6 separate regions of the Mus musculus genome follow, and regions 2, 3, 4, 5 and 6 are each linked to region 1. Evidence: chromatin contacts called from public Hi-C, HiChIP or PLAC-seq, capture Hi-C and promoter capture Hi-C data. All regions are on one chromosome and are shown on one strand. Each heading gives the region's core, a stretch centred on a gene start, on an enhancer-like site or on the middle of the called end of the contact. The rest is flanking DNA. Distances are from core to core; before and after follow the strand shown.

What was found. Promoter capture Hi-C pulls out the DNA fragments that hold promoters and counts their contacts. A called contact is a pair of places that touch in the nucleus more often than the background predicts. HiChIP or PLAC-seq counts read pairs in DNA pulled down with a chosen protein or histone mark. Capture Hi-C pulls out chosen DNA fragments and counts their contacts.
Region 2: a contact with region 1 is called in a capture Hi-C map of macrophages, with 6 times the contacts expected there. The contact joins the promoter of Stard13 here to the promoter of Rfc3 in region 1. A contact is called at or near these places in 1 of 39 promoter capture datasets (liver), 3 of 115 datasets of contacts at active chromatin or transcription factors (differentiating embryonic stem cells, embryonic stem cells and stem cell-derived neural progenitor cells) and 1 of 9 other capture datasets (macrophages).
Region 3: a Hi-C map of Th1 cells shows a contact between it and region 1, with 2.6 times the contacts expected there. The contact joins the promoter of 5430435K18Rik here to the promoter of Rfc3 in region 1. A contact is called at or near these places in 12 of 39 promoter capture datasets (cranial neural crest, embryonic stem cells, erythroid cells and 6 more), 1 of 484 Hi-C or Micro-C datasets (Th1 cells) and 1 of 115 datasets of contacts at active chromatin or transcription factors (memory CD8 T cells).
Region 4: a promoter capture Hi-C map of trophoblast stem cells shows a contact between it and region 1, with 2.4 times the contacts expected there. The contact joins the enhancer-like site here to the promoter of Rfc3 in region 1. A contact is called at or near these places in 8 of 39 promoter capture datasets (the C10 cell line, HPC-7-derived erythroid cells, embryonic stem cells and 4 more), 1 of 115 datasets of contacts at active chromatin or transcription factors (embryonic stem cells) and 1 of 9 other capture datasets (liver).
Region 5: a Hi-C map of liver shows a contact between it and region 1, with 5 times the contacts expected there. The contact joins the enhancer-like site here to the promoter of Rfc3 in region 1. A contact is called at or near these places in 1 of 39 promoter capture datasets (macrophages), 1 of 15 datasets of contacts at CTCF or cohesin (the NIH/3T3 cell line), 1 of 484 Hi-C or Micro-C datasets (liver), 6 of 115 datasets of contacts at active chromatin or transcription factors (CD8 T cells, bone marrow-derived macrophages, effector CD8 T cells and 3 more) and 2 of 9 other capture datasets (adipose tissue and embryonic stem cells).
Region 6: an H3K27ac HiChIP or PLAC-seq map of stem cell-derived neural progenitor cells shows a contact between it and region 1, with 3 times the contacts expected there. The contact joins the enhancer-like site here to the promoter of Rfc3 in region 1. A contact is called at or near these places in 1 of 39 promoter capture datasets (hippocampal neurons), 1 of 15 datasets of contacts at CTCF or cohesin (the NIH/3T3 cell line), 6 of 115 datasets of contacts at active chromatin or transcription factors (bone marrow-derived macrophages, extraembryonic endoderm stem cells, large pre-B cells and 2 more) and 3 of 9 other capture datasets (adipose tissue, liver and pancreatic islet).

What each region holds. Positions count from the first base shown.
Region 1 is chr5:151,648,706-151,653,210 of GRCm38.p6, forward strand. Rfc3 (replication factor C (activator 1) 3) reads right to left here and starts at 2,503. Exons shown (of 9, transcript NM_027009.2): 1 at 2,361-2,503; 2 at 1,167-1,304. The coding sequence starts at 2,447.
Region 2 is chr5:151,188,182-151,192,686 of GRCm38.p6, forward strand. Stard13 (StAR-related lipid transfer (START) domain containing 13) reads right to left here and starts at 2,012. Exons shown (of 14, transcript NM_146258.2): 1 at 1,745-2,012. The coding sequence starts at 1,913.
Region 3 is chr5:151,250,448-151,254,952 of GRCm38.p6, forward strand. 5430435K18Rik (a long non-coding RNA gene) reads left to right here and starts at 2,176. Exons shown (of 2, transcript XR_868755.2): 1 at 2,176-2,209. It also overlaps a transcript of Stard13 not described here.
Region 4 is chr5:151,272,611-151,277,115 of GRCm38.p6, forward strand. It overlaps a transcript of Stard13 not described here. Among named protein-coding and RNA genes, the nearest start is that of 5430435K18Rik, 22 kb to the left of the region's middle. Within about 2 kb of position 1,846, at least 17 of the 459 cell types and tissues checked have an H3K27ac peak or open chromatin away from gene starts, as enhancers often do. A contact at or near this core is called in trophoblast stem cells, where this site is marked.
Region 5 is chr5:151,344,538-151,349,042 of GRCm38.p6, forward strand. It overlaps a transcript of Stard13 not described here. Among named protein-coding and RNA genes, the nearest start is that of 1700028E10Rik, 22 kb to the right of the region's middle. Within about 2 kb of position 2,279, at least 40 of the 459 cell types and tissues checked have an H3K27ac peak or open chromatin away from gene starts, as enhancers often do. A contact at or near this core is called in hepatocytes and liver, where this site is marked.
Region 6 is chr5:151,392,695-151,397,199 of GRCm38.p6, forward strand. The region is part of intron 2 of 1700028E10Rik (RIKEN cDNA 1700028E10 gene); the gene reads left to right. It also overlaps a transcript of Stard13 not described here. Among named protein-coding and RNA genes, the nearest start is that of Gm3704, 12 kb to the right of the region's middle. Within about 2 kb of position 1,802, at least 74 of the 459 cell types and tissues checked have an H3K27ac peak or open chromatin away from gene starts, as enhancers often do. A contact at or near this core is called in liver, neural progenitor cells and stem cell-derived neural progenitor cells, where this site is marked.

The DNA of each region.
Region 1 (4,505 bases), core at 1,253-3,752:
AAGGAAACTCTTCCTTCATACACTTGCACCTGTGTATGAACTGTTCTGCCTCACCATGGGCCTCAAACACAAATCAACCGTCCACAGACTCGACTCGCTAAATCCTCTGAAAGTAGTACAAAGCTAAGACTCATGTTGGTGATTTGCCATAAAACTTGCTATTTCTATTTCTTAAAATTAATTCATCCCAATAGTCTCTCTCTCCCGTCGTCCCTTCAAATAAACCTACCTTGCCTTAATCTAGTTTATATTAAACAATTTAGGGATGAACTAATACACCCGTTTCACTTCTCTTCTTCATAACCTTATCTCATTTCAGAAATGTGTCCTCCATATGGGATTTAGGGTGGCATCATACACTTTTTCAACATTAGTATTCTGACTGAAATTTATACCGTAACTTGGGACAGAGACTTCTAAATATTAAGCCTCCCGTGTGAGAACATACTTTATATTTCTATTTATTCAGTTCTTTTGTCTTGTAGAATATTGTTTCTTCTGAGTTAATTCAACATCACCCTCCTGAAGATTTTATTAACAGCATGACCATCCCCACTAAGCATTTTTTCCCTCTGAACACAAAATATCATTACGACACTGTTATTAGATGCCATGAAGGCCTTGAAATTGACATGGCATATTCTCTCATCCCACTGAGGTAAAAGGTAAAAAACCATAACCAAGGCAAGCTACACACTATCATGTGTAAGGAACTGCCAGTTCTGCTGGGCTGAGGACACTTGAGAGAAGGGCATTTCAGGGACTGGGGAAATGGCTGAGTGAAATACACTTGTGGTGTGGACACATGCAAGTTTGATGACTCCGTATAAAAGCTGTAGCGCTGGTCCAATTGCAACTGTCTGTAATACCAGGGACCTCAGAGAGGTGGGCGGCAGAGACAGGAGAATCCCCAGAAGCTCCCAGGTCCGCCTGCCAGCTGGGCTTGGCAGAGTGGAAGGAAATCTCTGTCTTAAATACAATGGGAAAGAGGACTGGCAGCTAACAGTAACTCTACTCATGCCACCTTCACCCACACAAGCACACAGACACACAACTTCCTAAGTCACACACTAGTCACTGGCTAGTGGTGGGGAGAGATATACACATGACCAGGATTAAAAGTCCCCTCCAGAAACATCTGCTAAGCTTCAACCCAAGATGCTTACTGTGATAGTCTGATGCTCAATTCTCAGTTTTTCCACCCCGATACCATAAAGTTCACGTAGAATACACATAATTCTTGTCTTTTTTCCAGCACCTGATGGTCCATATACTAAGAGGTGAGGAAAGTCTCCACACTGCACCTAAGGAAAAAAAGAACAAGACATTATATCTTAGTTAAACTGGGTGAACTAAGTTAAACAAACCACTTTTAAAGTTCCAAGATATTCTGTTTACCATCCAGCTCCAACAGAAAATGTACCAAACTCTGGACACTAATTTAATCTAATTTACATGCACTAAATGCTTAAAAGTAGGCACTCCCTAAGTAAGCTATCTGAAGGGCCCGTTTGAAACTAAGGGATGACAGAAGGCGAACCCAATCTCTGTAACTAAGACAGATGCTTGTCTGGCCCGGGCTCCCCATAATGGTCCTCTTGCTCAGAAGCAGGTGCGCTGATTTCCTTGTAAGTTCACTTGGAAGAGACAGAAGAACTTCACACTAGATCAAGGTTGATCAATGCTATGGAAAAGACAGCAGTAACAGAGTGCCATCAAACGAAAGAGTACTATTAACATGGGGTCTTGATCTTGCCACCGGGAAACTGAACATTAAAGCTTTTGCAAGGAAAACCGGCACGTGTATTAACGAAGCATAATATTCTATTTCAAATTAGTGCATGCATCACGAACCAAAACCAAAACCAAACCTAAAACATATCTTCCACTTCACCCTCGAGTCTTCCAAAAGCTCTCATATGAACGATCGCGGCACTCGTTAAAATAATCTCTCCTTTTCAGAAAAGCCTTAGCTGTGATTCCGCAGTAACTAAGAACAGGGTCCGGGGCACAGTCACCTCTATCAGCTTCCCACCTAAGCTCTCTGTAGCGGGAGAGCCCATCAGGCATTTGCAGTAACACCGAGGCCCGGGCACACCCCCATCCCCGCCCCCTACCGCCGCTGCTTGCTCCTGATTCTCCACTACACTGGCCTTCTTCTGGTCCCCACACCAAGCCATTGAGGTTCCCGGCAGCAAACACACCGCACTTTGAGGAACGCGTCACTCTGACCCCCTCGCTAGCACCGGGGCGCCCGCCTCCTCCCTCCCTCCCTCCCTTCCCTTCCCTTCCCTTCCCTTCCCTTCCCTTCCCTTCCCTTCCCCGGGCTGTGCAGGAAGCTGCTGAGCAGGGCGGCTCACCAGGTTGCGCAGCTGTGCTGCCTGTTCCTTATGATAGTCCAGCCGGGCAAGGGAGCTCGGCCGGTACTTGTCCACCCAGAGGCTCATGACCGCTCCACAGTCGCACCAGCGGACCCGCCGCTTAGACAGTAGAGTTTTCCCGCGAGCGCGAAAGCGTGCGACGTCACTTCCGGCACCCGGCGACTTCCGGATAGGGAGACTGGGCAATCTCAACCGGGAGTGGAGCAGTCGCTGCAGTTCCCACTTCCACCACTGCACCAACAGTCGCTGGATTTACCGGGCAGTGGCTGCCTCTTTGTTCTCACCCTGTAACATTTTAGAAAACATTCGAAGGAATTAAAGATGTATCTCTGACATTCAGGTTCGTCCAATCTGAGTTCTTAGGGAAGGAAATTCCCTCCATTTCATTCTTTCATTTATTCACTGATTCACAACTTCATTCTAATTAGTGCTACATAATCTGTTATCTTTATTAGTAGAACTGCTTTTCTTTAAAATAATAAACAAACTCCAATATTCAATGAGCATTTGCCTACATGCCTCTGTGAACTATATGTTCTGAACTAGGAAAGTAAAGGAAATAGAAAGTAAAGGAAATCAGAAGCGAAAGTACCCAGAAGCATGACAGACAACGTCCAAAGACAGGTAGTTCATGGTGGATCCTAGGGTATATTCTTTTAATCTAAAAGATTGAAAGAATGTGAAGAGAACATAGAAAAAAAAAAAACCTAGGTTTACTTGTTTTCACAAATACAACACACAGATGCCCCCAATAACATTTAGATCCCCAATAACATTTCGGTGTGTGTCCCAGGCAATATTTGCAATGAAATTAATTTTTATCTGAAATTAGATTTTAATTGGTTGCCCTGTATTTTTTAACTTATAACCATACTTGGAATTCTTCAACTTGTGAGACCTGAGGAAGTGGCTGGGAAGGAAGGATAGAGTCCTCAAATCATAGCCAGAGGGCCAAGGCCAGAGACACAGCTCTGATCTGCTCCCTGCAGTAGCTTCAGAAGTTTCTTTCAGACACCTGAAAGCTTGTTGCTATGGTTAATCTTGGTCATCAGCTTGATGAGATTTGGAATCACTATAGAAACTACTATATAGGTATGTTCCTAGGGGCAATGGAGTAGTGCTGCCTCTGGATTCCAGAGTTTGTAAGCAGAGCAAGGCCTCTCACTACACACCAGCACGAAGCAGGGCACTGAGCCCTTAATCTGGACTGAGGTTGAACAAAAGGTATTTGAAGCTTTAGAAACAGCTCTAGCATTGACTCCAGCCCTAAAACTTCCAGATGTCTCAAAACTTTTTCATCTGTTTGTCCATAAAACAAGACAGAAGGGCTTTTAATCCAAATTTTGGGACCATGGAAACACCCTGTGATGTACCTGTCCAAAGGATTGGACCCTGTAGCCACAAAATGGTCCATCTGTCTAAGCTGTGATAGCTACTGCTAGATTATGTAAGCTAGCTCACAAGCTAAATCTGGGTCTAAATCTTGTACTAACAGCACTCCATTACAAGACTGAGGCCCTCCTCTGAGGAGCACCACGCAGTTTTAATATGCTTGGCCCAGGGAAGGAGTAGCACTATTAGGGGGTGTGGCCTTGTTGGAAGATGTGTATCACTGTGGGGGTGGGCTTTGAGACTCTCCTCCTACCTACCAGGAAGCCAGTCTTCTGCTTGTCTTCAGAACAAGATATAGCACACCCAGCTCTTCCAGCCCCATGCCTGCCTGGACATTGCCATGCTTCCTGCCATGATGATAATGGAATGAACCTCTGAACCTGTAAGCCAGCCCTAATTAACAGTTATCCTTTAAAAGAGTTGCCTTGGTCTTGGTGTCTTTTCACAGTAATGGCAGCCCTAAGACACACCAGGATCTTGGCTGTCTAATGTTTGTGTAAGCCAGTACCAGGCCTTACCATACTTGAGTGCAAAGTGAGAAACTCATAGTTATCAAATCTGATCACCTCTTGCCTAATGACCACCTGCATTGCAGGTACTCTTCCATGAAAGATGAAACTAGATGCAAAGGAGCTGCAACAATTACTTTAACTGAAAATATTTGGGCCCAAGTCAGATATCTCATTCCAAAAAGGAGAACTGATTGGTCTGACCCAGGCTCTCAGATGGGAA
Region 2 (4,505 bases), core at 762-3,261, 460 kb before region 1:
AGCCTGATATGTTGCAAATTTTAGCATCCTGGGCTGTGAGACCACACCAACCTATCAATATAGTATATCCAATAAAATCACTTTGTACCTGCTCACTAAACATTGTGCGATATTCACCCATCATGAGTTCTGGATCACTAGAGGTAGGATTCTTTCCTGTTTCCTACCTGTAGCTTTTAATGTTTAGGAATTCATTGGCTCCAATCATTCCATTACCCCATTAAAAACAAAACAAACAACCAAAAAAAACAAAAACAAAAACAAACAAACAAACAAAAAAAAAAACCAAGGAACCTCCTCACATTTTCTAAGTATGAAAAAAATAAAACACAGAAATACGGTGTCCATATATAAGAATGACCCACTTTCACCAAGAATGGTAATTCACCCAAAACAACCATTATCCCAAAGGAACATGTCAATGACTAACAATACATATAAAGAAGATTGGAAACTTCCAGTGTCCATAGGATTATATACCTAATGCCCAATACACTCCCATTGTAAGTAGTTTCTCAATAGAAGATGGAGCTGGTTCTTATTCTCAACTGAATGTATTTTTAAATCGAGCCACAGGGAATACTTTTGTTTCCATTCAAGTGAGACTTGCACACAGAGTTCATGGAGTGACTTAATATCCTTCCTGCAATCATACTGGTATGCCGCGCCAGTATCCTTCACACATAGCCAGTTCCTGAACCTTCGCAAACAAATGCCCATTTCCAAGGAAACAATCTCATTAAATGTCGCTGCTAGAATGTGTATTGTTCCTTTTGGAGACATTACAGTGAGATCTTTTAAGATTACAGACTTTAACTTCCCCTCTAAAATTCAATATAATCTCAAATTCATTTATCTAACTGGGAACGGTATTTTCATAATAGCTCTTGAAAATTCCTGGTAGGGCCAATGTAATAGTTTAGTTAGGTTTGTAGTTAAGAGCTAGGTGACTATTTACTGACTGTGGATGGATGTGTCTGTCTCTTAAATGGGTATCTTCAAATTTGTACCACACAGGGCATGTCATAAGCTTTAAGCCTTAAAAAAAAAATCCATGAGTTTTATTAATGTTTGAGGTACAAGAGTTTTTAATGTTTTCCCTTGAGAATAGAAAAGGATCACTTAGCAGCCTGTAATCAGTACTGTCAACCTGCCTTAGGAAACCAGTGCTCCTAAGTGTGTGTAGTCATAGGCTCTGTTTTGAGGTGAAGAGTCACATTTATCCTTTAGCAAGAAAACGGTGTCAACAAATCAGTGGTGACTATGCACACAAGCACACTGACAGGAAGAGACTGTAATTCAAGTTGTCAGTCCAATGGCCTTAAGCTTAGATTCTTACTGTTTTCCTTCAATGAAGATGTACTATAAACGCTGGGCCATTAGTCGCCAGCTCTCTCACTAATTAAACAAACAAGTGTCCACTTTTAAATATGACCACAGTATGAGTTTACCTGCAGAAAAGCTCCCCAAGACACACACTGAGTAAACCTTTCTCATTTGCTCTGTTGACACACAGAGGATTAGGAATTCATGATTCACGTTCTACTGGGGATATTTTCGTTAGTTATGAGGCGCTCGGTGCTGTGACAGACTGCTTAGAACCGAAGTCTAAAGTTATCTGAAAGAGTTCCACGCAGCGTGGCATAAGAATCCGTGCGGTGTACAGCGCAAACAATAACTTTGTAAGCAGCACAAGACAGAGCCAACAGAAATAAGCGGCACCTTGGCAGTGCCCGCAACTCACCTTGCTGGATTTTAGTCACTAGGTGATGGCGTGCTAGGATCCGGCTCATCCTGTAGGGAGAGCGTCTGGCAGTCTGATCAAATCGCAAGTACATCTCCTGGCTCTCAGGTGTCAAGGGGTTTAGATAGTAGCAGCCTGCAGCCGGCGTCCTGGGCACCTGGCTGAACATCTCGGGAGAGTTTCCACTGCCACCTCAGCTGCCGGTGGCTCTTCGCAGCTGTCTCCAGCCTCAGTCAATGGAGCCCCAGGAGAGAGCCACAGACCCAGCGATTTTTAAAAAAGAAAAAGGAGTGCCAAAAGCCACAAGTCAGAATTCCAACCCTTCGGGGCTCTCATGTGACCTCGTGAGCCAATCATAGGACAAGGAGAAAGTATTGGGCGTGTCCCGGCCGAACGCGACCGCGAGGCTGTACCAGCAGCTGAGGAGTTCCTTCAAGCTGCGCTTAAAGCTGATAGAGAATTGGAAGCGCCTGGGGCTGACTAAGCCCCCCAACCCCAGAGCTGAAAGAGGAGAGGGACACAGAAGACAGGAGAGGTCGAACAAGCCCTGGCATAGGAACCTTTTGAGGTCATGAAAGTTAGAGAAAGAGTTTTTGGCTTTCCTAAAGCCAGCAGCAACTAGGTTTAATTTGAAAAAAAAAAAAAAAAAAGAAAGAAAAAAAGAAAAAAGAAAAGAAAAGAAAGAAAAAGATAGCTGTGCTACCTGCAGCTGTGTATTTGAAACACACCATTTCAAGTTAAGTATGGGCCGCTGGGTATAAAATACTAGCCTCATTACAACGGAATTAATTAGATAAAACGTTTCCAAAGAAAAACAAACTTTTGGATCATATTTTGACACTAAAGGTCAATAAAGACCCTGTGGACCAACATGGGATGGGGACATCAAAGGCTTTTACAGAAAAGACCCAAAGAGACAACCTGAACTCCCTGCCACGCTCCTTTAATTTGTCTACTTCCCCCAGTTTTTAAACACCACTAAACAACTGCAAAGCGCTAGTCATATTGAAGCCGCTGCCAGGAATCACTACACAGGATGCAGGTGGCCTTGCAAAGACCCAGTATAAGCTGCTGATCCATGGGAATATAGTGGAAACTTCTAGTAAGTGCTTATAAAGGCTTATAGTAAGTAGTCAGATGTGAAACGGTCTCAATTTAAGAAGAAAACAAGAGAGAAGTCTACCACAGGGCTAGCGGAACATTATTTCTGAGAGAAATAACCAGAGAGACTGGTTTTAAAAAACAGAACCAAAATACCCAAACCAAACAACAACAGAAACAAGAGTCTGGGAGTCCTGACAGGAGAAGCTGGGGAGAGCTCTTTCTGCAGGAGAGTTCTGTGTCCACATGCATACAGGGGAGAGCCAGAGTGTGCCGGGAAAGAAACTGCTAGTCAGTTTAACCATAGCTGAGGAACCATATGAGAGCAGTCAGAATTTCTCCTCTCCAGTTTTTTCCTCTTTAGAAGTGTTTGATGCAAACAACAACAACAACAACCACCACAAAAGGTAGAAGAAACTTTACTGAATTCTAAGCCTGGAGCTGAATGAATAGAGTTCACACACACACACACACACACACACACACACACACACACACAGAGGTTGGTCTTACTTTTGACTGACTTAAAATGAAACGACCTAGCTTATAACTAGACACTTTCAGCAGAAAGTTTAATTGGGAGGCAGAGAGAGGGTTCAGTGGCTAAGAACGCTGGCTACACTCCCACAGTACTTGGTTGGGTTCCCAGCACCCAAACAGCAGTTCATAAGTGCCTATGGTTCTAGTTCCAGGGACCAGACAACCTTCTCTGGTGTCTGTGGGTGGTACACACACATGCATTCAGGCACATAGGCATACACATAAAACAAAGAAATTCTTAAAAAAGTTTAACACGACTCCAGTTAAGATCTTGCTTCTCATTGCTTCACTCTGCTCATCAACAATTAGTGCCTTTCCCTGTGGAAATCTTTGCTGGCCTGATTTTTATAATTTTCTCTCGTCGTCACAGTGAACGAGCCTCATTTGATGACTATAAAAAAAGAGGCAAGATAGTTTTCAGGCATAAAGAGAGACAATGTTACAGGATCGGATCATGGGCTTTGTGTTCTTATTGGGATCTGAAGAGTTTGTTCTCCCATAGATTTGTAGAAGGTACGAGGCATGTATGTAAGGCTTGATAGGTCAAAAGCCTCTGACTGAACAGTGGAAAGGTTAAACTTTGTAACACAGTATCAGATGCCATTAGCCAAGCTGACAGAACCAGCATTGGCTACATTGGCACTGAGACCCTACTTTGGGCATGTAGGAAAAAGCTTGACAGCTCAACACCGATTGGGGGTGGTGGTGGTGGTGATTAAGTCAGATGTGAGAAGTTATCATCTTCTCACTATGGGGGAATGGAAGATGGGTGGAGGAAGAAAAGGAAAACGAGAAACTGTGTTTCAAGACCCTAAGTAAGGCAGGAAATAGTGTGTAGTCACTTTATAGCTATGAGTAACCCTTAAAGGCTGGACATCACAGCTGCCAAGATTGTAATTCATTGCTCTCTTGGCTACATTTTTAAAATAAATGGAATGATTCTCAGAAGCTCTATAGTAACTGGAAAAAAAAATGCGACAATATTGCCCCTTGTCTCCTTGTTTGTAGAATGAGGAATGTGTTTTGAAAAAGCCTAGAATATCTTACTCTGAAAGCATCAAGATTGTAACTATGTATTATTTAACATTAACAGGAAAACACAAAGTTGCATAGACAGGCA
Region 3 (4,505 bases), core at 926-3,425, 400 kb before region 1:
AGTAGCTCACTCTTCTGCTGTCTGAGGAAACAGATGTAGAACTCAGCCCCTATCTAGCACTATGTCTACTTGCATACTACTGTGCTTCTCACCATGATGATAATAGACTAAACCTCTGAACTGTAAGCCAGCCCCAATTAAATGCTTTTCTTTATAAGAGATGCTGTGGTCATGGTATCTCTTCATATGTGATATCTTAAACCATTATGAGAATAATCCCAAAGAAATGGTTTCATATAAATATCTGTCCAAAAGTTTCACTCCACGTTTAGATAAACTGGTCATGAAATATGATAACCACTATCAGATGGCTTCCCAACAGGCCATCTCCCTTCTGCAACAGCAGTGCCCTGATCATGGACATTTTTCAGTGCTATCAAAGCTTGTCTGGTAACTCTGGTATATCTGAGTGTGCACTACGGAAAAAGCAAGCCTCCTCCCTTCCCATATCTGCTTGGATTCCTCTTCTGTTAATGCTTCCACCCTTCCTGGAAAACTAACAAGTGTTCTCCTTGTATCTGCATTTCCAACGTTCTAAGTGTTAACTTTAGATTGCTCTTGTTAAGGATTTCATGCAAATCCTTTATCTTTTTGAAACTTCAAATGCTCTTTTTCACTGCAAAATTTGAAGTGAAGAGAATGCCAACATTTGGAAGAGAAACAAAATGTCACTTCCATCATCATACTTGATTTATGGAACTATTGATGTGAAAAGAAACTAAACACTAATAGTAAAAGAGCATTTGAAGTTTCAAAAAGAAGGTAAGGTGCGTGCATCTGTTGGTCTTGAGCTTTTGATTGGTTGTATATTGAATATAAAAGGTGGCAGTTGTTTCTGAGACTGGGCCTTTTGTTTTACGTTTCTTTGAGCTTTAACTGGAATTTGAATGGAGATAAAGTCTTTACGACTACAACATCTCAATTTTTAGCTTGGAAATAGAAAATATCAGTATGTACAAATTTAAATTGAAATTGGGACCTCCACCGTGAAAATATATTTGAAACCATACAAGTTCTGTCATGTTTCTCATTGCAAAGGAAGAAAACACTGAGTGATAGTGAGTTTGATGGGCTGACCTGACATTATGTAGCTTTCCAGGGGTAGCCAAGGGTAAGAACTCAGGGATCAGGGACCGCTCTACTGCAGCATCTGTTGTGCCATTGAAAGCTGTCTTCTTCCAAGTGCCTTTTTAATTTTACTATAAACTCATCAGATAAGTGACCCAAAACAAAGGTTAGTTTGCGATACAAAGGTTAGCGATTCTGCAGCAGCTTAGTTGGAGGTGAGTCGGGTGAGGCAGCGTGAAGCATTAGATAAGAACAAGAAGGAACACTTGACAGTTTAGTGTGTCTGAAAGGCCACAAAGAGTTCATTCCAAGTGGATCACTCATCAGAAGTCAGAGTCTGAGTCAAGAGGGACTCATGGCAAAAAAGCTAGATATGACTGTGGTTAATGTTCCCACATACACCCTTCAAGTACGCCTACGTATGTGCATGAATGAACCATTATTAATTCCCGTCTGTATTAACCCGATGGAAATTCTGTTGGTGAACTACAGTCATGAAGTAGTAATGTTTTGCACTAAAATTTCTATTTGACTCATTCTTTTGAACTGTTTTACAATTCAGAATAAAATTGACATCAGGAAGGCAATTTCAAGCGCCTTCCAAATGACTTTCTCTTGTCTGAATGTCTATTGTTAAAAAATATATATATATATATAGCATAAACAGACCCTTTGTTAGGACACTGCGGCAATGGCTCAACAGAGTTTTAATGTAATCCTTTCAAATGGCACCATCTAGGGTGATCAGAGTTTCCATTACGCTCTGTGTACAGAGGACACCGTGACAGCAGAGTACAACCCATATGACTCCGTGACCTGATGGTAACTTGTGGGAGAAAACCATAGAACTAAAAATAAGTCAGAGCGCTGAAGGGGGTAGAAACAAAAAGACTGCAAAGGCAAGCTTCTGGTGCTTTCCTGGACCATCCAATAGCCAGACGACACGATTCAGAAACTGCGAAAACCCACAAGCTCTTCCTTGTTAAAGCCTCACAGCTATGGGCTCACTGATGTCTCTAGCGGCAGAGACCAGCAGGTCCCAGCAGGACCCAGCAGGACCCAGCAGGACCCAGCAGGACCCAGCAGGACCCAGCAGGACCCAGCAGGACCCAGCAGGACCCAGCAGGACCCAGCGCTCAGGGTACATCATGCATCCTTATAAACACCCTTCCCGAGTCTTCCTTCAGACTCGCTTTCTTTCATCTTTTGACCATGGAACAGCTCCTAGCTAAATTCAGCAATGGAAATGTTCGTATGCTTGCCCCATAAGTAATTTTTTTCATCTCTTTCTTGCTGGAAAACAGGAATATCCAAAGGCTCTTTGTAGAAGAGTCGTGATTCAAAACCCAAGGACAATGGCAAGCGGTTGTCAGTACACATGTTTGCAGTTTCCTTTGTCTCCCCTGACAAAACTTGAGCGGGAGGGGGGGGGGCGGGGGGTGTGATCCGTTATATTTGGACTTCTTCAGTTCTGGACTTGATAGCTGACAACTTCAAAGCGAACTTATTTTATATTTTGTCAGACTTTGTCATCAGCTTAAGCACAGCGATGCATCATTATTTTTGAATTAGATTAAAAATATAAATATTGGGCTGGAGAGTTGGCTCAGTAATTAGGGCTGTGTACTGTTCTTTCAGAGAATCCAAGTTCAGTTCCCAGATGCCACATTGGGTGGTTCAAAACCACCTGCAACTCCAGCTCCAGGTAGATCTATGCCCTCTTCTGGTCTTGGTGGGCACTGTTGCATACACTCACACATCTCTCATATCCACATATACATAATTAAAATAAAATCATATAAAGGTGGAGAGAGTCCAAAGAGCATTGCAAATTTCTATGTTAGAAAATTCCTGTGTTAGCAGTTATAAAATAAACTGCTTATTCTATCAAAGGTTACCATTAGAACTATGCAGAACCCTACACAGTGCCAGGAAATGTCTGTAAAGTATGTCTGACACATGAAGAACCCCTTCAATTCAACAACAAAATCATCCCCCTAAACAAAAGATTTAATAAACATTCATGTAGAACAGTGGTTCTGAACCTTTCTAAATCTGCACCCCTTTAATACAGTTCCTCATGTTGTAGTGACCTCTAACCACAAAATTATTTTTATTGCTGCTTTATAACTGTAATTTTGCTACTGTCATAAATCATAATATAAATATTTGATATGTGACCGCTGTGAAAGAGCTGCTTTACCCCCAAGGGTCTCAGCCAGAAGGTCGAGAGATACAGATCTAGAGAGATGTAAATGGCCAACAAGTACACAAAAAGATGCTTATTGCTAAGATTAAGATTATTATCGCTACAAAAATTCAGGTAAAACCCATAATGGCCTCATGCACTCAACTACTATTATTAAAATCAGAAGATGGTAAGTGTTGGTGAGGGTGTGATAAAGCTGGAATTCTATGCATGCATAGTGAGAGTATAAAATGGTTTAGTCACTATGAAAGGCAGTAAAGACCTCCTCCCCAAAAGTAGATTCACAACACATATGATGTAGCAACTCTAGTCCTGGGCATGTACATTAACTAACTCTGCTATGGCAGCGTTTATGTAATCAGAGGATGTCACAATGAGCTGGGGGAAGGTTTGGTTCCACTTCATTTGAACACCATTTATTGGCATTTAGTGCCATGTTCTCTGCTAAGGGCCAAGAATGGAAAAGGAATACAATAAGCTCCTTATACTCAAGGACATAATTCCTTTTTTTAAAAAAATATTTTTATATTATGTATTTTCCTCAATTACATTTCCAATGCTATCCCAAAAGTCCCCCATACCCTTCCCCCCCCCCACTCCCCTACCCACCCATTCCCACTTTTTGGCCCTGGCGTTCCCCTCTACTGGGGCATATAAAGTTTGCATGTCCAATGGGCCTCTCTTTCCAGTGATGGCTGACTAGGCCATCTTTTGATACATATGCAGCTAGGGCCAAGAGCTCCGGGGTACTGGTTAGTTCATAATGTTGTTGCACCTACGGGGTTGCAGATCTCTTTAGCTCCTTGGATACTTTCTCTAGCTCCTCCATTGGGGGCCCTGTGCTCCATCCATAAGTGTGAGCATCCACTTATGTGTTTGCTAGGCCCCGGCATAGCCTCACAAGAGACAGCTATATCAGGGTCCTTTCAGCAAAATCTTGCTAGTGTATGCAATGGTGTCATCGTTTGGAGGCTAATTATGGGATGGATCCCTGGATATGGCAGTCTCTAGATGGTCCATCCTTTTGTCTCAGCTCCAAACTTTGTCTCTGCAACTACTTTCATGGGTGATTGTTTCCAATTCTAAGAAGGGGCAAAGTGTCCACACTTTGGTCTTCGTTATTCTTCAGTTTCATGTGTTTTGCAAATTGTATCTTATATCTCAGGTATACTAAGTTTCTGGGCCAATATCCACTTATCAGTGAGTACATATCATTTGAGTTCTTTTG
Region 4 (4,505 bases), core at 596-3,095, 380 kb before region 1:
AATAAACAAATTATTAAACTGTAGGCACAAAACAGCAGGGGATGCAATCAGGACTTATGATAGGCCAGTACAAAAGCCAGAGGGTACAGAAATATGTTTTCATACTTTGAATACATGTGAAAATAGGATAGAATTTGCATGTGAGCAACGATGGATAGCATTCTTATACTCCAGCTGTACAGCTCCCACATCTGGAGACACAATGTGCCTGCGATCACAATCACCACGACGGCTATGATACCAGGAAGAGGAAGAAAAGAAGATTTGAGAGGAATGACCTTTTAATGCTGGTTTTGCAAACCAGCTGTGTATCCGTTTCCTTCTGGAAGAAGTTAGGCTGGCCATCAGAGTGTAAGAGCTCTGCCTTTGGAGCTGCAAGAACTACCTAGTGCATATAGTAAGTTAAAAAGGAAATGTAGGCACGGATGGGCTGGAGAGATGGCACAGCAGCTAAGAGCACAAACTGCTCTAGCAGAGGACCTTGGTCCCCAGGAGCCATGAAGGAATGCTCACAACTGCCTGTAACTCCAGATCCGGATGCTACATACCTGGACCCTATGGATACTTGCACATATATGTATATACATCCACATCCCCTTAGACATATACATATAGTTAAAATAAATCCTAAGGAGTTTAAAAATAAAAATGTAGGCAGATTTTTCTAAATAAGGATATGTAGTTTGTATGTGTGTATACATGTGTATGTCTGTGTCTGTGTATGCATGTGTAGACTTCAGAATGATTGTTTGGAAATTATGATATTTCAAATGAATAATTTTTAGGATAATTCTGGCAGAAACCAGGGGCTTAGGGAATGCTTGGCAAATAATTGTGTATGTGGTGCTGAAAACTTTCAGATCATGGATGTGCATGCTAATATTAAAAATACTTCAACACAATATACTTTATCTTTGATTAACTTGTAGATGCCATGGCACTTTTTCTGAAAAGAAAGGTAATAAGCTAGAAATAAATATTTTATGCTTCATCGTGCCACTAATGAGATAGAACACAGACATGAATTCTAGAATGTGTCCCAATGTGGCTTCGTCTCACAGCGCCACTGCTGTGTGAGGAGCCTAAGGTTACACTTCCTCAGTAATATACAGTTCATTGGATACCAAGCCGTAAAAGCCACACCTATTATTATTCATTTTACATCTTTATAAAGCTAAGACGCACCAAGCTTCTACTTGCTGTATGGATAAAAGAATCAATGTTGGACTCACTCAAAGTTCTTTTTGTTTGTTTGTTTAATGTAGTGTCTTTCTGTAAGTGCTATTAGTAGGACTGACCAGTGCAAGTTCCCCTCGAGTCCTCTCAAGGCATGCCCAAACCTCCATCTTTAAGAGTGAAATAACTGGTGCAAACAATGCTCAGCAGCTCTCAGAAGAGGCTGAAATAGAGGTAAGGATACAGCGCATCACAGGTACTGGGGAAGGCATCTCATTGCTGCACTTCCCAGAAGACAGATGAAGAAAGTGAGGAACCACAGAGCATGCTGTTGTAAGTAGCAAACTCAAAGAGGGCGAAAAACAGGACAAACAAGTCAACGAGGCATCAGGAAAAGAAAGGAAGGTTGCGGGATGTTTGTTTAGTGGTGTGACTCTTTCTCCAGGCTCAGTGTCCTTTAAAGTCTTTTTCTCTGAAAACAAGAGACCAAAAAAGGTGCTCTCCAACAAACAGAATGGATCAAAGTAAAGGTCTCCTTTGCTACGTATGGGGCAGAGTGAGGGACGGAGCAATGTTTTGGGACGGGAGTGTGTTTAGAATGCATGGGTGGTAACTTGGAATCAGCAGTGTTCCGAAGAGAGAATCTCAGATATGCCCCTTAACCTGCAGGCATGACTAAGAATGAGTCACAGTAGCTGAGGGCTGTGACAAGGGGCTGTCACCGGGCCATTTTCAAGCTGAGTTTGCAAACGTCCTCCAGGAAGTGCTGACAACAGACAACAACAACCAAGCAGACCCCTGTACACAATCTTTAAGAATGAGTATCCCTATGGGCATGTAGGAGAGGTGCTGCTTTGGGTGAGTTATGGTGTTTATTTCCTTCTGTGATTCTTATGGTGACCACTCATCTGTACAGGGAGGCATGTGGCCTGCCATGAGGAAGATGGGGCTGCGAGAGCTTGCTGGAGCAAGTTCAGCTTGCTTCCCACTCCCCTCTCCTCTGCCTGACTCCAATGTGTATACATACACACACACACACACACACACACACACACAGAGAGAGAGAGAGAGAGAGAGAGATGTACACACACACACACACACACACACACACACACCTTTCTGGATGAGCCAAGGAACTTTCATCGTATGAATACTGCACAGAATACTGGAGAAGTCTAAGGCCAAAGGACAGGATGCCAAGATCTCTGCTCTAAAAATCAAAGGGTCTGTACTGTCTCTCTTGAAAACTAGTAGATACTTCTGATTCCTATGTCAACACAAGTGTGGCTTCTCCATTACTCAAATATTCCAATCACAAACATGATACGGAACAGATCAGAAACAAGCTTGTTTTTCTCTTCAAATCTTGCATTGTCTGTGACTCAGAAAACATTAATATCGATATCAGATGCTGGGCACTGCCATACAAGGAATTATGCTTCCTCATGTCAGACTCACGGGGTGTATGGGGGGCTGCATGCATGCTACCTGCACACATGAGAAAGTCTGAGTAGGCCCACAGTCTTCAATTCTGTGGTGTGTGTGTGTGTGTGTGTGTGTGTGTGTGTGTGTATGCAAATATTACAAGTGCAAGTGGCTTCAGAGGGCAGAAGTCTCTACAAGATTCCCCTGGAGATGGAGTTACAAGCAGCTGTGAGCCACCTGATGTAGGTGCTGGGAATTGAACATGGGTCCTCTGTAAGAGTAGTAGACACAGTACACTGCATTGTTAATCTCTCTCTCCAGCCCAACCTAGAACAATGTTCTACTGAAAAAAAAATGTTCTAGATCCAAAAGTTATTTTCCTAGTTAAGAGGCACAAATCTTTTTATTTATTTATTTATTTATTTATTTATTTATTTATTTATTTATTTTAGAGAGAGAGTGTTTTCAAAACATAGGGCAGTACTTTCTTTAGAGCTCTGCTCAAATGTTTTCTTAGTCAGGAGGCCTTTTCTGGCTACCTCCAGACCCTCAGCCACAGTCTCTTTCTCCCTTTATTCTTAGTATCTTAATTACAGCTATTCCATGGCTAATCCTGATTGTCTATGTGACACTCCCAGGAAGAGGGAACCTTAGCTGAAGAACTGTCTCCATCAGTGTGTCCTGTGAGCATGTCTGTGGAGCATCTCCTATTCTTCTTAACTTTTTATTGATTAGTTGTGAGTTTCACATCATGCACTCTTTGCCCCCCCCCCATCTGTCCTTCACCCTGGCAACCTCCACTCCCCACCCAATTAAAAAACATACACACAAAGAAACAGACTAAAACACAGCACAGAAAACATCTCACCGTAGGTGCTGGAGTGTGTCAGTGTGTCCCACAGTCCCTTCTGTCCATATATCTTTACTTGTGAATATTCATTCCAATGAGTCATTGGTCTGGTTCAAGGTCTAGCTTCTGTGACACCATCAATATTGGATCCTCACCAGGATTCCTCAAGATTACCCTGCTGTTGCCCTGTGCCATGGAGATCCTGCAGCAGAGTCGGTCATTTAGTGTGTTCCAGCAGTTCACAGATGATATAAATGTTGGGATGAGCCAACTCAATGGCCTGGGTCTGGGCCTGGGTGAGCTGGTCAGCCAGCCAACTCTCTCTCATCCAAACCACCAGGGCAAGCTTTGTGGAGCATTTTCTTACTTGCTTGTTGCTATAGGAGGACACAGTCTACCATGGGTACCATCTTTAGGCAAGTAGGCCTGAACTGCATTAAGAAAGGTAGCTGAGCAGGCCAGAGGGAGCAAGACAGGAAGCAGCATCCTTCTACTGTTCTGACTGTGAGTTCCTGCCCTGACTGCCCAGTGATGGACTGTGACCTGGGAAGTATAAATCAAATAAAACATTTCCTTCTTGATGTTGCTTTTAATCAAGGTGTTTATCACAATAACAGAGAGCAAATCAGGACATGCCATCACCTTAACTCAGAAATTATTTTGTATCTTTTTCTGAGGTGTGAAAGCCACAGAACTCTAAGAAAACCAGCTCTCAAGTCTTTGGGACCCTGGGTTGTGAAGCCTTCTCAGATATGATGCCGGGAGCTAGGGCTGGAATGTGTACCCAGCATGTATGAAGGCTGAGTTTGTGCCCAGTACCACATAAAGCAGGACCATCATATATCACTGACGTTTCATGTCCATCAACCTATAATCCTTGAACTTGGATAAGGGCAGGAGGATGAGGAATTTAAGCCATCCTTGGCTATATAATGAATTTAAGGCCAGTCTAAGCTCCATCACACTTTTTCTCAAAAATAAACAGGCAACCACAACAAAAAGACATAATCAGAGGCAACAGGAAGAAAAAAACAGATAAATTCAAATTGGTTAA
Region 5 (4,505 bases), core at 1,029-3,528, 300 kb before region 1:
TATGAGGCTTGTGACTGCATATCTTTGATCACACTGTACAAGTGAGCTGTGCTCCTGAAACAGATGTTAAATTGTTTCACACAGCTGTGGCTCAGTGCATCTTAGCTATGGCAACAGTCTCAAAATCTGCAGGCAACAAGCAGAAGAATTTGTTCTAGAGCAGCTGGTCATGATTTGATCATAGAGCACAGTATCAAGTATGACGTTCTGTCCTTGAAGATGGTTACCTTTTAGAGAAACGGAGTTTGCCCTTGTCTCAGACTCCTGGGCCATTCTGTAGGCACAGAAACATTTCTTCAGAACCTCTGCCTTACCTGGCAGCCAAAGCAACCCTGCTTCCTCTGCCGAGGAGATATGTTTCACTCTTCCTCAATTATGCGACCATTTGACCACACACAAACCATCTGAACTCCATGACTACAGAGTCCAGGCAGGGACTAATGTGCTTAAACCACAGGAAGTGAAAAGAAAGAAGTAACAAGAGGCAGGAGATTCTCACAGGGTAAAACCTAAGGCTTCCCCCTGCTTCTCCCTGCTCATTTCTGGATCAGCCTCTCTTGTAGATAAGACACAGGGTCTTTTGCCCAGTCTCTAACTCCCATTTCATCACAATGCCAAACAAGACGGTAAGCCTGAATGCTTCCTTACCATCTCTGATCAGATCCCAGGAAATTCCCTAAACAGAGGAGGCCTCCAGTGTACAGAAAAATCATCGCTCAAGACCTGGGCCTCTCTGTCCAAGCTTCCTCCAACAGTACTGGAGGAGAAAATAAGAAGTCCTAATGGAAAAGCAGTTTGTGAGGTCTTTCAACTCCACCTTCTGCTTCTTAAAATCACCTTAGACATTCTGTGGAGGGGGGAATTTTTTCTTACTTCAGAGAAGCCAAAGAATGCAAACCTGTCAGGAGAGGCAGGAGAATAAGAAGAGCAGCCAGAAGTCTGAGCAAGGTATACATTCTTGTAGACATTTAAGCTGAACCTTGCCAGCGAGGATCAGTGAGCCAGAGAGAAGATGGGAAATGCCAGGTCAGAGGTGCAAAACTGATGCAAATAGGAAGAGGTTTAGTAAATAGTGTTGTGGTCCAACAATGTCCCACAAAGTGCACAAACACTGACCTCAGTCACACAGGGATTGTTTATTGAATGCACACCCTAAGTCTGACTGATCAGGGCCACAGATCAGAATTTGGGGGCTCAGCTAGGACCCTGAACATTTCTCAGGGCCGGCTTATAAAGGCTAAAACAGCAAAACCCATGGTGAGCCCATATGCAGGTGCAGGAAGTGCTGCCTGGTGGTTAGCACTGACTCAAGCCATTTTAGGCATAACAGTTCATATTGTCCTATGTAAAGCTTTGTGGCATTTCTTACGATTAACAAACCTCATAACAGGATATGTAATCAGCATGACCTTGCACTGAATCAAGTTATTTTTCTGTGTCAATAACTGGTCCACATATTACAACAACAGTATGAAATAGCTGGCAGGCATGGAACAAAATGACTACAGCTATCAGAGGTGGGGGCGAAGGGGCAGGCCTCAAAAATACCTAAGGATCCAAACACAGTGTGGTGTGGCTGAACCACTAAGTCAAGTCAGAGTCAATTTGATTTTCCACCAAAGGCAACACAATGACATGGAGGGACTTTTCCATAGAACAGACCTGGGATCAGATTTAGTCTCCTTATAACCAGACTGACTTCAAAATTACTGTGGACTACTAAGCGTTCTTTCTCCTTTTTCCAGGCATTAGGGTGACATGTGCAGGCCATGTGGTGGAAAACTACTTTAAGGAGCTGCAATTTCAAGGTGGCGGGGGTGGGGGTTTGGGGGTGGGGTGGGGTTGGGGGCTCAGGCCAAGGTGGTGTCAGGCAGGATACCAAAGGATGGAATTAACAGGAGATAAGGTTTTAAAAATGAGCATGAGATGGATTTGGTGACAGAAAACGCACATTTAAGGGTTAGGGCACCCCTGTCCCCCCGCCCCCCCCCCCCCAGTTTGGAGGCTGAACGATGAGTTGACCAAAGGCTGAACCAGGAGAAGACTGGATGAGCTGAGGTCATCACACGGTGTTCTTAGAGATTTGAGCATAGCCAGATGGAAGCTCAGGACTCAGGTGCATGCATGCAGATGCAGGTTCTTGATGGCAGTCGGCACTCTCCCTGTCTTCGATGCCCAGAACACGGCTCCCCATTTCACCTGGTCCTACCCACTCTATCCTCATGAGTAAGTGAACAGAACATTAGTCCAAAGCTACTCATGAGTCACGGTCCTGACTCTGTGCCAGGGCCGCTCTTCCAAGTCAAGGACACGGGGCCAGGCCAAAGTGGCATTGTCACACGCTCAGCCAGAAACCTCTTGGCTTTGGCTTCTGTGACTCAAAAAGTTCACAGGCCAAGAAGGCTAGGGAGATGGCTCAGTAGATAAAGTGCTTCCTGGTTGATTGTAAGCACCTGAGTTTAGGTCCCTAGGCGTGGCAACAGGTATCTGTAGTCTCACTGCTGGGAGGCAGAAATGGAAAGATCTCTCGGGGTTGCAACTACCAGCCTAGCTCCAGGCTCACAGAGAGACTGCCTCAAGAAGTATAGAGAAGATCTGTAACTAAGTGCTTGTATTCTAATGCTAATGGGGTCCCCAAAATAAGTTTGCATGAGAAGGTCTGCATGTAGCTGTGGGAACCTGCCCCCAATTAATTCTGATTAGTAAATAAAGATGACAGCCAATAGCTAGGGAGAAGAGAAAGCTAGGTTTTAGGTTTCCCCAGCTTGGGACCACAATGAGGAGAAGGAAGGGAGAGATGCCAAGCCTAGGATGTGGACAAGAGAGAGGAGCAGAGCTGCCATGTAAGGGGGCCAGAGGACCAGTCCAAAGGGCTGCTCAACTGGGTCAAGATCAGCCAAGATAGAACATAGAAATTTATAAGTAGTAACTCAGAATTATCAATGGGAGGTAGATTCTAATAACAGGGAGGTTAGGTAATTGCCAAGCTATTGTGCTGCTTAAGGCATATTACATGTAAAGGCTGTGTGTGTGTGTGTGTGTGTGTGTGTGTGTGAGAGAGAGAGAGAGAGAGAGAGAGATTTGGAAACATAAACCATTGAGATAGGAAGCAACCCCATGCCAGGATTTATTTATTAAAATATTTATTAAAATTATTTCAACAGAGATCAACTCAGAAAGATACCCTATATCGATCTGTAGCCTCTATGTACACAAACACCTATACACACACACACACACACACACACACACACACACACAAAGCACAAACCTTGGACTCTCTTTTGTTTCTGTCAACATGGTCTGGACTGTCTGTTAGCCATTTTACAGCCTATAACAGCCCATGTAATGCACTTCATAGAGACTTGAACATGACTTGTCTGATGTCCTACCTTCAGGACTCACCCATTGGTGAGCAGAAGATGTCTTTGTCCCTTCTAGAAAAGTGGGCCCTGTGCCAGGCACACACGGTGCAGGATATCTCTAAGCTGTCATCTGTTGTTTGGCAGAAGTGTTTAAGCTCAGTTTTAGTCCTGATCTACTCTGTATCTCATTTATCCTTCTAGCTATTCATCAGCTACCACCCTTCAATGACACAAAGAGTGTTGAAAACTAGAAGTAGATATTCTTCACTCTAGACATGATCTACTGAAAGTATATCAAACTCTGAATATCAATAGACCTGGGAAGAGTGCTCCCCAGTGATCTGTGTAATTAAGTCTTGGCCTCCAGGATGTGGTGCCCTGGAAGTTGCTGGACACTTTGAAATGTAGGGCTTCATTGGGGGAACTTAGAGTCATTTGAAGGGCATGCCCGGGAAGGGAATGTTAGGACCCCTGGCTCTTCCTTTTCACCTCTCTTCTGTCTATAAGGCAAAGATTCATGTACTCCAGGGGACTAACACATGTAAAGTAAACCTTCCTTCTTTTTTAAGTTGATGATTTTGTAATGGTAACAGAACTCTGACTAATACAAGTAATAAAGACCGAACACCTATAATCTCCATCCTCCCCAGTGATAGCTTCGTGGCAGCACTGCCTTGGCCTGTCAGAGGTATTTGGATGGAACAAGGAGCCCTTTGTTTGGCAGCCAAGGCTACATTCAGAAACAAGTACGTGATCATCAGACATGCCCTATAGGGCAGTGGATTCTACACACCAGATACACTGCAGGTGAAATATTGCAGGCTAGCTGAGAAATTAAGAAAATGGCAGTTATACACACAAGTGAGCTCACATAAGGCTTGTAATCACCCTGGCAAGAATGAAGATATTCTAAGGATACTTGTATCTTCCTCCCTTGGGCTATTAGATTGATGAAACAATAGACCACCCCCCAATTGGGATTTCCCCCACTTGTCTTGGTCTTAGCAAAGGAACAGACTGGGTCCCTGATGCCAACCAGAGTGAGCTTGTCTCCAGAAAGAGACTTCACAGAGTTCTGACACTGTCAAACCAAGAGACACGACCTGAGAGGTTGCTGATTAGCAGAAGCACACCTCACTG
Region 6 (4,505 bases), core at 552-3,051, 260 kb before region 1:
CCTTTGAACTAAAGAGGAATATGCAAATAAAGGCAAAACATAGATACATTCAGACAAAAGTAGTGAGTTCAACTCTTGCTCAAATATATACCAGTCCAGCAATTTACAGAGAACAAAAACAAACAAACAAAAAACCAAAACTGAATCCAGAATATAGAAGACTCAAGAAAATAGCAAGAAAAAAGTTGATAATCAAAATGTTGGGGGAAGCCTTAGGTGAATTGATTTGAAGACCAGCATAAGCAGATGGTGCTGTTAATAATGACAGTCTCCTGGGTGCTATAGAACTAAAGAGATGCATGTGAAAGATCTTACTGAAGTAACACAGCAAAGCTGACAATAAAACATCCAGGGTGCTGGTAGATGCATGTAAGAAGCCCAGTTCTAGGAAGGCATAAACAGGATGATTGAAAGTTGAGGGTCAGCTCTCAAGACAAAACAAAATCAAGTGACATGAAAATTCTGTCAGCCATAAGTTATTTTTAGTGAAAAGGATGCTATTAGAGTTAACGAGATAATTCAGTAGAAGAAAAAAAATTTAAAATTCTAAGTTCCTATATAAATCCTCTTAATATAGAAAACAGAAATTGACAGAGCAATTGAAGGCACACAATCATAATGAAATGTGCATAACTCATACAGATCAAGAACATGAAAAGATTCATAAATGTGCATTCAGGTGATGACAAAGTGGGTCAATTAAGTAGTATGTTGAACTTAGAAGGAATATATTATATTCAAGTACAAATAGTTCACTGCTAAAAATAGTCCACACACTGAGCCATAAAAAATTCAGTACATATGAAAAAATGACAATATATTTTGACCTGTGTTATAAAATTGAAACCAAAATTTATCCCAAATTTCACAAAGACTGGAAATTTAAAAAGTTCATGGGACTGCTCTTTCAGAGGACCTGTGTTCAATTCCTAGCACCCATACCACGGCTCACAACCGTGTCTAACTCCAGTTCCAGGGATCCAACACCCTCTAAAGGCCTCCTTGAGCACTGTGCACACATAGTGCACATACACACATTTAGGCAAAACACCCATGCACATAAAATAAAAGTAAATCTCAAAACTGCAAGGATAAGTGATCCAGTCACACTGGATTGTTCTGCACTGCCCTCTGATTTCTCTGACCTGTTTGTCCATGCTGAGCCTGTGCTGACTGTGTGCTGCCAGGGTCCTTGGCCATGTTTAAAAGTGAATATCGCTAAGACCTAAGACCTGTGGCCTCGGGCAGAGCTACCAAGAGCTTACCCTGTGGGGTAGTTACATGATCATTTTGGTGACTGCTAGTAAAATCCAGCTGTTGTTTGTTTTTGTTTTTTGTCTATTTACTTTTTGTTCTGCATTTTGCTTTTTCTCCCCTGTGAATCAAGACACAAGCAAGGTCAAAGGCAGTCAGTTTGTCTATCCTAGGCTGTTACATAAGAGCTGTAGCCGGAAGGACTCTTTGCTGGCTCACCAACCACAGAGGGGAGTCATTTAGGCTAATGTCATTGAAAGGACAGCGTGGTCTCTAAGACTTGTAGAGTTCTGGAGACAAGCAGGAAACTAAGAAAAGGCATGCTTGCTTCCCCTCCACCCACTGCCCTTTTGTGGGTGAGCTTTGGGTGAATCCACAATGTCCCCAGAGCTCTAGCAGGAGGGATGGCGTTGTGAAGGGGGAGAGTGGCTGGTTCCCAGTATAATTGATGTGGGTTTCCTGCAGCATTCGTTGGTTCAGGGTATCCACTTTCCCTCACATAATCTTCCATTGTTCTCCCTGGTTCCTGTTTGATTTGGCAGGACTGACTGCTGGCTGTGCACTCCAATGCTCCTCATTCCGCTGTGCTAGACTCAGCTGAAATCCTTGCCTCCCCTCAAAGAAGCCAAATGCATCATGAACAGTGACATTTCTGCTAGCCAGGAAAACATAAAGAAATCCCAGTGAAGCAAGAAGGTAGACAAAATTCTTTCCAGCATTTGAACAAAAAGGGTAATTGTTTTTGTTGTTTTTGTTCATCTAAGTTTTATGGAAGTCGATTATCCAACTCTCTGCTGGACTTTCAAACCTCCTTTTCTCTGTCCTACATAATTTAAACACACTATAAATACCCTTAGCTACTCTGAGGGCGGGCCCATATTTGCAAGGCAACCACGGTTTGAGATATTGTTGAATTTGAAAGGCAGCACTTCCTTGTCCGGCACATAAACTCCAATGAAGGTTATGATGAGTGTGCTGGTGGTGGCCACGTTTGACAGCCAGACAAGCAGCTCATTTATTCCAAAAGACTTTGAATCCATGCCCAGAGTCAAATGTAGACTCTTTTTTTAAAACTCAGGAGGCTTGAAATAAGAAAGTTAACTGACTCACAGTGCCCTTCTTGTTAGGGAGTAGGAAGGCTTCAGAATGGAGAGAGGGCTAAAGTGTTTGAACCTGTCCGATGGCTTCTTTATGGGGTTCAGCCATGGTATTTCCTAGCTTGTCTTGTGTGAAAGTCTATATTGCTTGTTGAAGGTTGAAAATATCATCTCTTTATGAAAATCCCCAATCCTGGGAAGAAAATATAGAATGAAAAAATAAAATGGGATATAGGAAGCCTGTGGAATAGGACTTTAAAAACCCCTGTGCATCACTGAATCAGTAAATGAGCTAACAAGAGAGTTTTGTGGCCACCAAGGACCCCCTCCATGTCCCTGCTTCCCTCAATGATAGACATAACCTGTAAGTTGAAGTAAAACCTGTCTTCCCAAGTCACTGTTTGGTCATGGTGTTTATCACAGGAACGGACAGCAAACTGTTAAAAGTGCATGCTATATATTATAAGCCTAGTCAAAAGCTGGAGGCTGGAGAGATCACAGACCTTAGAAGCCATTCATTATTACTGTTTTGCTAAGTAGACGGTCCCATTGCCTCCTAAACACTCATGTTCATATGCATTGATTAGTGATACTCTCACCCTGAATCAGGGTGGCTTATGGCAAATAGGAGGTAGTTAATGCAGAGGCTCACACCTGGTCAAAGTGTCCAGAAGTGTTACAGAAGAACAGGTCAATAAGAACCTAAGAGCCAGAGGCTAGAGATGCCTGCGTTTGAAAAGATGACTTCTGGACAAGACCTGGCTGTTATAGTCATAAACTCGTTATGGAAGGTGGAGGAGTGTTCCTGAGACACTACTGACAGTAAATCCCTCCCCGAGGGGCTACCAAAAGTTAATAGTTGCTGTGGGTAATGCATTGTGCTTCCGGGTGATGTAGCCACCAATGCATTGCCCTTGTTCCAGTAACTATCCTGCCAGCTATACTTATGTAAATTCAATGGCTCACACACAAAAAGAAGACTTCAAATTGGAGGGTACTTGCTGAGGAGTTTAAGCAGGAAGAAGAAAGGGGGTGTGAGGATAGCAGGGAGTGAAATGATTAAAATTGGTTATATATGTATATGAATGCCAAAGAATAAAAAGTAATTTTTAAAAATTCAACAGTGATCCCTTTGAGTGTGTTCTATTGCTCGGCACTAAAGGTATAAACAGATTTTGTTATCAGAAAAAAATGTCTTTGTACTGAATACAGATTCCCAGAATAGTACAGAACAAGGTTGAAGCCAGGCTGTGCCTCCAGGCTGGATAGTGAGAGGAACACCTACCTATTTCCCAGAAGAGCCTTACTGTGCATCCTCTGAGGAAGAGAAACCTTTTACATAAATATGTCGTGAGCCTTGGTGAGGCAGGGCACTGTAAATTCACAGTATCAGAGATGTCATCCTGACACCTATGTGTCACCCTGCACTCACAGAGAAAGGACTTTCGTATGGTCTGTATTTAACCCCGGCTGCAAATAGCTCTGCTGGGAAATGAATTACTTATGAGTTGTTAAGTTCTATTCAGACCGACTAATACTTTATGTAAATCTATGTCTTCCTCAAGCCTTTGATTTCACTCAGGTGATTCTTGATGCTCCCAAATGTTAAGTGAATGAGCTTAATGTTAGTAACACAGTGCCATCATTGATAGTTGCCTTAGTCAGGGTTTCTATTCCTGCACAAGCATCATGACAAAGAAGCAGTTGGGGAGGAAAGGGTTTATTCAGCTTACACTTTCCACATTGCTGTTCATCATCAAGGGAGTCAGGACTGGAACTCAAGTAGGTCAGGAAGTAGGAGCTGATGCAGAGGCCATGGAGGGATGTTTCTTACTGGCTTGCTTTCCCTGGTTTGCTCAGCCTGCTCTCTTATAGAACCCAAGACTGCCAGCCCAGAGATGGTCCCACCCACAAGGGGCCTTTCCCCCTTGATCACTAATTGAGAAAATATCCCACATCTGGATTTCATGGAGGCACTCCCCCAACTGAAGCTCCTTTCTCTGTGATAGCTCCAGTCTGTGTCAAGTTGACTCACAAAACCAGCCAGTACAATAGTAATTCAGTGCCATCATTATTTGTGTATGTGTATTATTTATGATGTGTCATATTATTTAACATTTGCTAGCTCTGTAGAAGAAGCCACACCAAGTATAT